Regions from separate parts of the Drosophila melanogaster genome. Here all the other regions are linked to region 2. The links are chromatin contacts, called in public targeted proximity ligation maps. All regions are on one chromosome and are shown on one strand. The core of a region is the stretch at or near the end of the contact, and the rest is flanking DNA. Distances in the headings are between cores, read along the strand shown.

Region 1 (3,870 bases), core at 822-3,321, 480 kb before region 2:
AATAGATACTTTTTAAGCCCACTATGTTTTTATTATTTAGATTGAGACATTAAAAAACGTAAAAATCAACAAATGCCGTCTTTAATTGCAATTACTTTATGTGTTTGAAATGGGAGGCACCCATTGAGTCCATCAAAGAGCAAAGACATGAGCACAAAAATTTTCTTGGGTATTCCCTTTTACCCTTCATTTCTTATACCCGTCACGCTTCCACCCATACAAATTTTAGGCGTACAAAAAATGACCAGAGAACTGCAGCCCGCATACAAAAAATGACCTGCGGCCGATCGTTGACTGTGCGTCCACTCACCCATACGGCTCTTGCGCAGCAGGCCTCGGGTGGTTTTTTTACTCGTAACAAAAACACAACGTCGGTAAAACACTCGAGTATTTTGTGTTGCCGCAAGTAGGGTGTCAAAAAAAACGGGGTGCCTAGAGTACCGAGTGTTTATCGGGTGGACGTAGAGTGCGAGTGGCGGGCTGCAGTTCTCTGGTTTCAACGCTTAAATGACCCTGAATATTCGGCGATGTGAATGTAAACATTTAAACAGCTGATTGCGAAGAGAAAGGTTCTGCAAAAGCAAAAGAAATATAGAAAGAAATAGAGATGGAAAGAGAGCAATAACCAGCTGAGGGTACAGTTGTAACTGCCTATGAGTGATGGTCTAAAAATTTTAATTCGTGAATTTACTATTTATATATATTAATAAATATTGAATTTCCCAAATGTAAAGGCAATGTGCATGTTTCTGCTAACCAATCTTTACTGCTCTTCGTACGTTTCTACAATTAAATAACACAAACGTAACGTAAGGCGGTTACGTTACGTGGCCACGATGTATTTGGGAGTCTGGTACATTTCGTAGGCGAATTCCTCGCGGTGACTGGGATCGTACTCCAAACCCACATAGTCTATTTCCAGGCCAAACGGGCCATCCATTCCCTTCTTTGCGGCAACGGAGAATCCGAAGTGGGTTACCCTGTTCAGCGGTATGGCGCCCTGGCGATCCTGGACACGTCCCTTGGAAGACAGGAAGAACTTGGAGAAGGGAATCTTCGCTATCTGCCAGTGGGGACCTCCGCGCGTGTACAGAACATAGTGGTAGATGTCGTTCCACATCAGGTCGAAGTAGCCTTCGGTATGCAGGTTGATCAGGTAGCTGCGTCCATCGCCTCGCACCTTCATGACCAGCATGTTGTACTGCGTCCAGTCATAGGTGGTCTCGCGCTTAAAGGATTTCTGAGGATAATGAGGCTTAGTATCGTTACATCCAATTTGAAATCAACAATAAACTCACCCGCACTCTCTTCGTGCGAATGTTCGCATATCCCGTCCTTTTGATAATGCCATCCTTGGTGTGATCCGAGTTGACTTGGCCATGGAAGAGTCCAGCACCGGCTGCACTTAGTTCCAGAGTCGCAGTACTCTTGCCCTCGCCGTGATCCGCATCGGTGGTCACCGTCCACTTGTCCAGCACATCCGGCGCCTTGAAATCGAACACCACATCCGTTTCACCCGGCCGGAAGACCAGGATGGGATCACTTTCGAACTGCTCCTTGACTTCCTGGCGCCACAGCTTCATCTCCTCCTTGAGGTCCCTCAAGCCGTCCATGATCATCTGCTTCTTCGAGGGTTCCGGCAGCTTGGTCTTGTAGCCGGACTTTTTCTCGCGCTCCCAGAATGTCCTGTGCACGGCGGTGGTGTGGATTTGCTGCTGGACAGCCGGAAGGCAGCAGCCCAGGCGGAGTCCTTGTCGCAGGAGACTATTCATCGTGGCATTGGTTTAGGTTGAAGTAAATCTTATTTCTCTAGCAGCCTGTGCAGCAAAACAACGTAACAATAATCAGCTGGCCCAGTTGCCATTCTCAGCGAAACAGCAGTGCACAGTAGATATTCGATAGAAGATAAGCACAGTTGAAATGTAATAATGAAAGTCAAACTTACATACTTTGCCCACTTGATGTTACAATAATTATTACTTCCCATGTGGCTCACTTTTGTATTCTTCCTTACACTTAGAATTCATTTTCTTTCCTCTTAACTAAGCTCCCCTGTGCCTTATTCGCAGTGAATGACAATCCCGGTTTTGTTGTCATTGCTAATCATTTTGCATTCGGCTTGGAGTTCAAAGGTTTGATCATCGAATCGCGTCGGTTTGGGAAAATGAAGGTGCAGGACATGGACAAATGTGCTCCCAGCAGCGACTGGAACGTTCTTTACTGGGTGCTGGGCACGGTCCTGATGCCGGTGGCACTTCCACTGGCCATCATCAACATTTGGCAGCGATTCCAGGCCCAGAAATTCCGCAATCAATTGCCCGGCAAGGTGACGAGTTTAACTTAATGACTGATTAGCCCGGTAATTATGTAAACCATTTGCAGGTGGTGCTCATCACGGGGGCCAGTTCGGGCCTGGGCGAATCTCTGGCCCACGTCTTCTACCGCGCTGGATGCAGGGTTATTTTGGCGGCACGTCGCACTCAGGAATTGGAGCGGGTTAAGAAGGACCTCCTCGCATTGGATGTGGTAAGTTCGGGACCCGTAGGTTATGTGGTTCGCATTATAATGCACTAACCATTTCAGGATCCCGCTTATCCGCCGACAGTGCTTCCCCTGGATCTGGCTGAACTGAACTCCATTCCAGAATTTGTCACCCGGGTGCTGGCCGTGTACAACCAAGTGGACATACTCATCAACAACGGAGGGATCAGTGTGCGAGCCGATGTGGCATCCACGGCAGTGGATGTGGATCTCAAGGTGATGGTGGTTAACTACTTTGGCAGCGTTGCCCTGACCAAAGGTAACTAATAAACCCTTTATCCCGGAAAGTCAACTTACTCTTGTACGCATTCTTAGCTCTACTTCCTTCGATGGTGAAACGTGGTAGTGGTCACATATGCTTCATTAGCTCTGTTCAGGGAAAGTTTGCCATTCCCCAAAGGGCTGCCTATTCCGCCTCGAAACATGCCATGCAGGCTTTTGCCGATTCCCTGCGAGCCGAGGTGGCAAATAAGAACATAAACGTGTCCTGCGTGAGTCCTGGCTACATACGCACCCAGCTGTCCTTGAATGCATTGACAGGATCGGGAAGCAGTTACGGCAGTAAGTGATTTACCCTTTATATTCATATGAAAGCTAATTTCTATCTCCATGTCTGCAGAAGTGGATGAAACCACGGCCAAGGGCATGTCACCGGATAAACTTGCAGAACGCATTCTGCAGTGCATTCTTCGCAAAGAACCGGACATTATTGTCAGCGATGTCCAGGCCAAGATCGCCTACTATCTTCGTCATCTTTGCCCGAGTCTCTACTTTTGGATCATGGCCAAGCGCGCCGTCAAACTGGAGAATGCTGAGAAAAAGTCCACTTGAGCTTAGAGTATGTTAAGTCACACGTCCTTAAGTATTAGTTTCATTTTTATTGTTAATTGAATTTCGCTTAAAATGAGGAAATTATAAAGTATCGCATATGTGTGTGTTTGGGTTAAAAATTAGTTACACTCGTGTTATTGCCTAACGATAAGATTAATAAATAATGTATTGTAGTAATCGTAACATAAAGTACAACTGAATTGTCACACATGTGCTTGTTGTTCGCTCGTCTTTAAAAATGTTAATCGTAAAATTCTAGTATTCACTTCTTTGCTCTTCGGTTTTTGTTTTGTTCGATACACTTAATTTCGTTTGTGTTTCATTCGATTTCTTAAAGACATTTACGCGTTCTTTTCTTAATTGACAAAATTACATATTATTCATTTAGGTTCTTGGATGGGTGATGCGGTCTTGGGCAACATTTAAAACTGGCCATTAACTAGGGGTAGACGATGGTTTCGTGGGGAGTCGGGAGACGTACATACGTGTTTATAATTC
Region 2 (3,689 bases), core at 849-3,348:
ACTTAAAAAATACATATAACAAAAAGGCAAGAAGACAAAATCACGGCCAAAGGAGAAGGCAGCGAAAGATAAACAGAATGCGGATCGATTTGACTCCTCTGCGCCCCCTCTCTTTCGCACTAAAACGAGTCCTGCGCACAAATACACACACTAGTACGAAAAGGTTTTGGCGCAAAAACAAAAAATCTAAAGTAAGCAAGGCTATTCCCTGCGCTTCACCTACTTCTTCGGCAGCGCTGCACTTCTCTGCCTCTCTCCCTCTCTCTTTCTGCTGAGAAATCTCAGCGCCGCGCCTCCTGCCTCCTTCTTCCTTGCTCCTGCCCCCACCCCCTCCCTGCTCGTTCGTTCCTCGCTCTCCTCTCCCTCTTTCTTCCTCAGCTCGTGTTCTGGAATTTGCGCGCGCACGTTGTGAACGCTCCTTCTATCCTTCCCCACCCCCTCCTACATTCCCCTTCCCCCATCGCACACACACACACAGCAGGACTAATTCGGCCTCCCTGCTGTTCATATCCTTCGCTCCTGGGCCCGATCAGCTGATCGAACATATGAGAGAGGGAACCGCTATCCCTGTCTAACTGTTTCTTCGTCCTGCATTCTAATCAGTATCTGTGTGCGCACCTCTTCTCTACTTCTCTTCCATTCGCACCTTATGTACCACGGGACTTCCCCTGTCCATACCATTGCCCCTGCGTTTTGTTAGGGGAAAGGGGAAGAGTAGGGGAAAGAAAATTGCATACAAGAAAATCTTGATATAAGTCGAAAGAATTGAGAAGATAATATATGCAATATACTAAGATAATTATATTGCTAAATAGTGTGCACTTACCAGTATGTACTATGCAGATTTATCTGAAATAAATTAATAATTAAATTATAAATAAATTGCATTTCAATAGCTTTTAGAGGGATGTTGAAAATTTGCGCTTTTTGTATCTCTCACCTAGACATCTGATCGCTGGCCCCTCTTTGCGCTTCCTTCTAATTGCATTGCATTGTCTACCACACACAAACACACGCGCGCGAAAACTGGGACCGCCCAGCCTTTAACCCATGCCTGCCCACCGCACCACCCTTAACCCTTTTGGCAGTGATTTGCGAAAAGCGCGCGCGCACAAAAGTATCTCAAACGCTTTTTTCGCACACTTTGCAGGCATTTTAATGCACAGACGACCGAGAAAAAAATAAAATAAGAGCCGATGCTCAAAGCTCACTTCTTGGAATTTCGATTTACAATTTAGCTCTTCACTTTTTGCTGGTCCTGTGATTTTTTTTGTTCGTTATGCTGTTTTTGAGGTCCCCCGCTATTGTTGTGCCCCATTCCCATTTCCATTCACATTGTTGCTGCAATTTCTTTCTCCGCAGCCTATTCTCATTCTTTATCAAATTTACCCACTCACACACGCACACACACGTGTGTGAGTGTGCTTTTGCATACGCTTTTGATTCCGCTTCCTCCGCTTTGCCCTTTTTCTGGAGCCCGGCGATATCACGGTGGTATTATCTGAAATCCATAATTGCGAGGCTATAATTGGAATGAATAAAAGCATAAAAACTGGATAAGAATTTGGTAAGTAAAAATGAAAATAGCAGAACAACTCGAGCTAGAAACTACTTTTAAATAGTAGTAGTAAGTTCACAGATTTACCTCTAGTATATGTATTTTGCCACACTGTGCGCTCGGATCGCTATGAATGAGATTGGTTCTGAGCTTTTTCCTTCCCTATGCGCTTTTTTAACTTGTTCAAAACCACTTTATGATTTCTGCGTCCTTCTCGTCGTTTTGTGCTGGTTGTTTTCCATAAAGATGATCCTCTCGGCTCTTCCTGCAGCAACAACAAAAGCTGGCCAAAGGAATTCAGCGGAATGAAACCGTAGCTCATTTGGTTGGTGGCTTCGGCTGTGGTTGGTCCCGAAATCATTTACTTTCGCCTGCTCTTCAAGCGGTGTGAATGATATGGCCTGGTTGCACTGGCCTGTCCTTCATTTGTTTGCCGCGAACCTTACAAAAACACACTCGAACTGCACAGCACAGCCCATGGGTGTTCGCAAACCCCCAACCCTCCTTAGTGAACCCCTCGGATCCTCCAGAATGACTCCCGCAGGGCATCGGCGCATATGTAACTCGATTTTTGCTTTAACTTTGCCGCGATTGCACACAAACGAGGGGCTACAGTGGAGCTTCGGCGTGGGCAACTAGTCTGAGCTTCACATTATCGATTATTGGTCATATCGCATGGTTGACATCATGATTTTCCACGTGTTTGCTACTGTTAGTAGTAGTTTATCTAGCTTAAGATCTGTGTTTGTACGGATTCTCATTAAAGACACACGGTCCATCGTGTAGAGTGCTACCTGTGAATGGATCTCTGTGGCTGGAAGCTTTGCTCATTTAACGACATTGGCGTCTACGTCTGCAGAACACAAAGGAGCCACGCCCCCTCCACGACCGCCCATCCCGCCGGTGCGGCGATCATATGACTGCGGCCACTACCTGCTGATATGTAGTTTTCAGGGAGGGGTTACAAGGGGGGACAGGGGGCAGCAGGAATGCGTGGATCTCACATTATTACCTGCAAACGACACAATCGATGCCGCCTTGAAATTCTGCTTAAAGATTCGCGCAGTTCTTCAGCGTTTCCTCTTCGCTTCTTGGGGCTCCACACTATTTTCACATGTGTTCGGTTCGGAGCCTCCTCGGCTCCACTTCGGCTCCAATTGTGGCGACTTCGGATCCCCTTCGGCGGTACGCGTCGCGGTATAAAAGCTCGCGCGCCAAAATCAGTGGCCTCCATAGAGCTGGCGACCACCAAGGCGCCAGATTCTCCTCGTTTCTCGGGACATTGGTATTCGGTGCGGGATTTTGCGATAGGGGAAGTGCAGGGGAAAGGATTCTACCTGTTGCCGGCACTCTTGTGCTCCACATGAGCAGAGATTTCCAAAACTGAGTCCATATGATCCTGATTCTCCCATTTTCCCAGTTTTCCTTTTCGCATCGCACATGGCTCTGGCCCCGTCCCCGTTATGTGTGTTGGTGTCGCTCGTTGCCCGTCTCCCTTCCTCTTCTATTGGCACTTCTGGGAAGGATAGGAAGGAAAGGATAGGATGGGAAGGCAAAGGAAAGGAGCTGAGAACTAAGAGCTAAAGAGCGAAGCAGAGAGAACAAAAAACGCGCGCCATCTCGCTCGCGCCCATTAGCTCATCAGCTGATCGTGATCGGCCGGGGTGCGGTTATAAAAACCAGCTGCTCGGCATATTCAGCACATTCGTTCTCAGTTCGTCGTCGAGTCAACAGCTCTTCTTGTTCAGCCTTTCGGTTCCTCGTTCGGTGAATTGAGATTGTGCGGTTCAAATTATTGAAGAAAAAGAAAAACCTCGCACAACCACACTCCGAAATACAAAACAAAAAATCATGCTCAAACGGACACATTAACAAAAAAAAAAAACAAAAAAACCTAAATTAACTAAAATGCAATACTAGCCAAAAACCAAGGACTACCATCTCAAATTCTAAAAACAAACTGTAAATGAGTGCAGAGTGACCAAGAACAAATTGTGTTTTAGCAATTTCTTCGGCTTCAGACTCGCCAGCGAAATCAAACATCTTCGGCTCTTCGAAGCAACCAACGCAACACATAACACAACAAAACCAACAAAATGCTGTGGGAAACTATTGTGGAGGAAAACAACTG
Region 3 (3,786 bases), core at 196-2,695, 510 kb before region 2:
TGCTGCTGCTGCTGGTTGCACTGGTAGAAGTGGCTGTTGGATTGGGATGTTGTTGCGGGCACTAGATGCTGCTGCTGCTGCTGTTGCGTGTAGTTGTTGTAATTGTGTTGCATGTACTGCGTTTGCTGCTGCTGCTGCTGCGGCTGTTGCGTCAATTGCTGATTGTAATTGACATTCATGCTGTTATTGTTGTTAATGTGGTGCTGCTTGTTGCAATCGGTTATCCAGGGGGCACGCAGTTGTTGCTGCTGCAGCTGCAACATTGCGTTGTTTCTGCTGATATTCGCATTGTGCGTGGTTGCCCAAATATAATTATTATCGGGCGAATTGAGCTGCTGCTGCAGCTGCTGCTGATGCTGCTGCTGATGTTGCTGCAGCAGTTGATGCTGCAGTTGCTGCTGCTGCTGCAATGCGTTGTTGTTGTGCTGCATCTCGGTGGCCTTTAGTGCAATCATTCAACGGGCAACAAATTGTCAGCGTTTATCACAAGATGCTGCAATTTCCTGCTCTCCTTTGTTTGTTTCTTACTCTTGTTATTTTTTGCGAACTTATTTTTGGCTTGATTTATCTCTGCTTGTGTTTTGTTTGCCGCACTTACTACATGTATTTTAATTGTACGAAACTTAGTAACACGCTTTTGTTTGGCTATATGTAATTTTTGGCAATTGGTTTGGATTGAGGGGGTTTGTTAAGTATTATTAAGGCTTAATGCAGGCACTTTACGTTAGAAATTCACTAGTTAGTCTCAAAATATTTGTAAAAAATGTTTCACCATATATATATTTTTAGGTTTCTCAATTATTTGCATACTAAGTTTACAAGTTTACAAGTTTGGCTGTATTTTATAGTAGTATTAAATACTTTTCCTTATTGACTCTAGTGACTTTTGGTTTTAGTTCCCGAAAACTCCAAAGATATTTACACAGAAAGTTTTGCTGCTTGCGACTGAGTTCCTGGCAATTTCACGCTGATGAGTCAACCGCTACATCACTTTGCATATTTTTGAACAGCGCTTTATTAGGTTCGCGATCGATTGTCCTCGGATGGCCACTCCGATCGATTGGCAATTTTCGATATGCGATTGGCGATCAGCACGTGCGGGCCAAGTGGCCGGGTAACGGTAAACGAGGCGTAAACAAACACCGAATCGGGCAAACAAACACGGATTAAATTACGTGATTTAGCCATAAACAGGCGACGGAATCGAAAAAACCAGACACTGCATGTTCTTTTTAGACACACATATGTACATACGTAAGTACTAGCTTTTCGCTAGCCAGACATCCATTTGCTTTTGTTATTTTTCGAATTAAATCTTTCACAGCACGTTCGCATTCACCAACTCGCGTTGTTCAATTCGAATTATTTGGTTTTTCAGAGCCAGGACCGAACCGACTGACTGGGGAGGCAAGACGTCCACACGGCAGCGCGGCAGAAAGTGTATTAAAACTCAAAATGAAAATTTTGATAAACCTGCGCTCAAAGGCGCACACACACAGGCGCACGCACACAGGCGTACGGCCGAAGGCGGCCGACGCGATCCGAAGTGCAATCGCGATCACTGTGTTTTCGTTTTTCGCGTTCGTTTTTGGGGGCTTTCAATATTTTACTCGCTGCGCTGCGAAACCAGGTAAAAACTGCGCTGAAAGGCTACTAAATGCGAAAACCCAAACAATAAAAACAAAATATAACACACACGAGCCGAAGAAACAAATTATTACGAGGCGCGTTTTATTTCGGCTCTTTTCTCCCTGCGTTCTTCTTCTTCTTTTTGTGACTAATCGCATGTGCGCGGGGTGGTCCAGTATTTGATTTTCGCCAACACCTCTGCCTACCGACACCTATGGTACCCTCTAATGAGATTTAGGGCCAATTGGCTGAACTAGCCGATCCGCTCCGTTCGCTCGTCCATAGATCACTGCGAACTGCGGACTGTCGCCGTCGCCGTCGACGTCGCACAACTATGACTAATCCCCGCTGGCACGCGGCGGTGGCTCCAACTACAATAACAGTATGTAGAACAGCCACAGCCGCAGCAGCAGCGCCGCACACAACAAGAACAACATCAGCGGGGGATGGAAGACAACAACAAGTGCGATCGGAAGACGGCAGCTTTTCAGGAGCAAAACATACAGGTCAAGATATGCAGACTAATCCCATCCTAATTGGAAACACACACTATTTATTCGGGTTTTTTTTATTAATACCAAGCTGACTTGTTACATTTAACCTTAGGCAAATATGTAGATGGGCAGCTAATAGGAGTTTAGGATAATATTAATAATAAGTAGCTGCATTACTACCGTTTAATTTTGTATGCATATCTGCTTATATAAATAAGTATTCTTAGGTCCCTCTTTTATCTGAATTAAGAGATAAGTTATAGTTACTTGCTTATAGATAGAGCTTTCTAGATACAGAAAACCCATTGCATACTACCAAGCGCCTTATCATGGATTTCGAACCACTGACTCGAAAACGAAACATGAAATCCATGCTAAATTAAACTTAAAATTGAATCATCATCTTAAGCACACGTATAAGGAGATTTTACTATATATAAAATCTTTTAACATATATCAAATTTGGCCCCAAAATAATATATGAAATAAAGTTATATTCAGCCTTAAAATAGCTGAATCGCTCAGCACTGCCTATCAACCCCCCCTCACAAATGTTCAAAATTTTGTTTTGCTGATTTTTAATCTATGCAACAACAACAGCAAAGAGAACAACAACCACAAAGGGGATCACAAAAATATGCACGACGTGCCCACTTTTTTGCAGCAGCGAAATTTGTTCTTGTTTTTACCTCTGCTTGTTTTCTGTTGTTGTTGTTACTGTTTCCTTTATGCGACACCTTGCGAAAATGCAAATGATCCTGGCACACACACACATGCGGACATGCACACACGTGCACTAACAGTTTGGTTTGTCACGCTCTCTGCGCGCTGCCTCGCTCTCTCTCTCTCTCTCCCTCTCTCTTTTACCTGTGCGAATGTTAATTGAAGAATTTATTGTTGTCTCATTGTTGTATTGTTGTATTTCAGCCTGGCGACGGCGGCGGCCACTTTTTTTCTTCAAATTTTATTTGTCGGGTTTAATTATGACAACAGCAGCAATAACAACACCAACCAGCCAGCGCCAGCCGATCATTGACTTTTCTGCTCTGGCGTCACATAGTTTTTGTTGTTGCCCGCTGTTTCTGTCGCTGTGGTTCTTGTTCCTGTTGTTGTTATTCCTTGCTGCTGGAAGTTGTTTTTGGCAAAAGAGAGAAAGAGTGAGAGAGGGATAGGCGAGAGGGTGGGGGTGGCCGAGTGGGAGTTGGTGGACGGAGAGCGGGAGAGCGGAATGAACTTTGGGCCGGTTACCGTTTAACTTTTGCGCTTGACAACAAAAGGGAGAAAGGGTACACAGCAAACAAATTAGAGCAAAAATGCAAATATAAAAAAACAAAATACTATTTTGTAAATGATTAAACTTAGTGAAATTCGTCATACGCTTAATGACTCACGATAAGAATTTTTAATACGATATGCTTGAAAGTTTATACAAACTTATTTCTTGTTTTAGACTATTGGTTAATAAAAATCTTTTGATCGTTAAGGGTTTTATTTCCCTCCTGATTAAAATTAATAAAAACGCGACATTTGCATAAGCACAGCCCCTCAAAACAATTGGTGGTCGTTCGCAAACATTTGAATCCAGTTGCATGCTCGTTTTGCGAATAACCGAACGCACCCCACCCCACCCCCAAACAACCAACCACCCACCGCAAACACTGGG

The links.
Region 1: a targeted proximity ligation map of the Kc167 cell line shows a contact between it and region 2, with 2.7 times the contacts expected there. A contact is called at or near these places in 2 of 107 Hi-C or Micro-C datasets (embryo and wing imaginal disc) and 1 of 7 datasets of targeted methods (the Kc167 cell line).
Region 3: a targeted proximity ligation map of the Kc167 cell line shows a contact between it and region 2, with 3 times the contacts expected there. A contact is called at or near these places in 7 of 107 Hi-C or Micro-C datasets (the Kc167 cell line, the ML-DmBG3-c2 cell line, the S2 cell line and 3 more) and 2 of 7 datasets of targeted methods (both in the Kc167 cell line).

What each region holds. Positions count from the first base shown.
Region 1 is chr3R:29,734,946-29,738,815 of dm6, reverse strand. It overlaps CG7601, which reads left to right and starts at 2,071. Exons shown (of 5, transcript NM_143460.4): 1 at 2,071-2,326; 2 at 2,383-2,526; 3 at 2,584-2,800; 4 at 2,857-3,102; 5 at 3,161-3,547. The coding sequence starts at 2,165. The coding sequence ends at 3,372. It overlaps CIA30 (Complex I intermediate-associated protein, 30 kDa), which reads right to left and starts at 1,851. Exons shown (of 2, transcript NM_143461.4): 1 at 1,299-1,851; 2 at 746-1,240. The coding sequence starts at 1,772. The coding sequence ends at 824. Kul (Kuzbanian-like) reads right to left here. Exons shown (of 9, transcript NM_143459.3): 9 at 3,456-3,870. Gnpnat (Glucosamine-phosphate N-acetyltransferase) reads right to left here and starts at 541. Exons shown (of 6, transcript NM_001276150.1): 1 at 502-541.
Region 2 is chr3R:29,254,894-29,258,582 of dm6, reverse strand. It overlaps CG45544, which reads right to left and starts at 2,098. Exons shown (of 2, transcript NM_001300653.1): 1 at 1,646-2,098; 2 at 1,158-1,501. The coding sequence starts at 1,919. The coding sequence ends at 1,686. It overlaps stg (string), which reads left to right and starts at 2,783. Exons shown (of 2, transcript NM_001276137.1): 1 at 2,783-3,689. The coding sequence starts at 3,655.
Region 3 is chr3R:29,763,654-29,767,439 of dm6, reverse strand. It overlaps kay (kayak), which reads right to left and starts at 1,445. Exons shown (of 3, transcript NM_001032408.3): 1 at 1-1,445. The coding sequence starts at 455.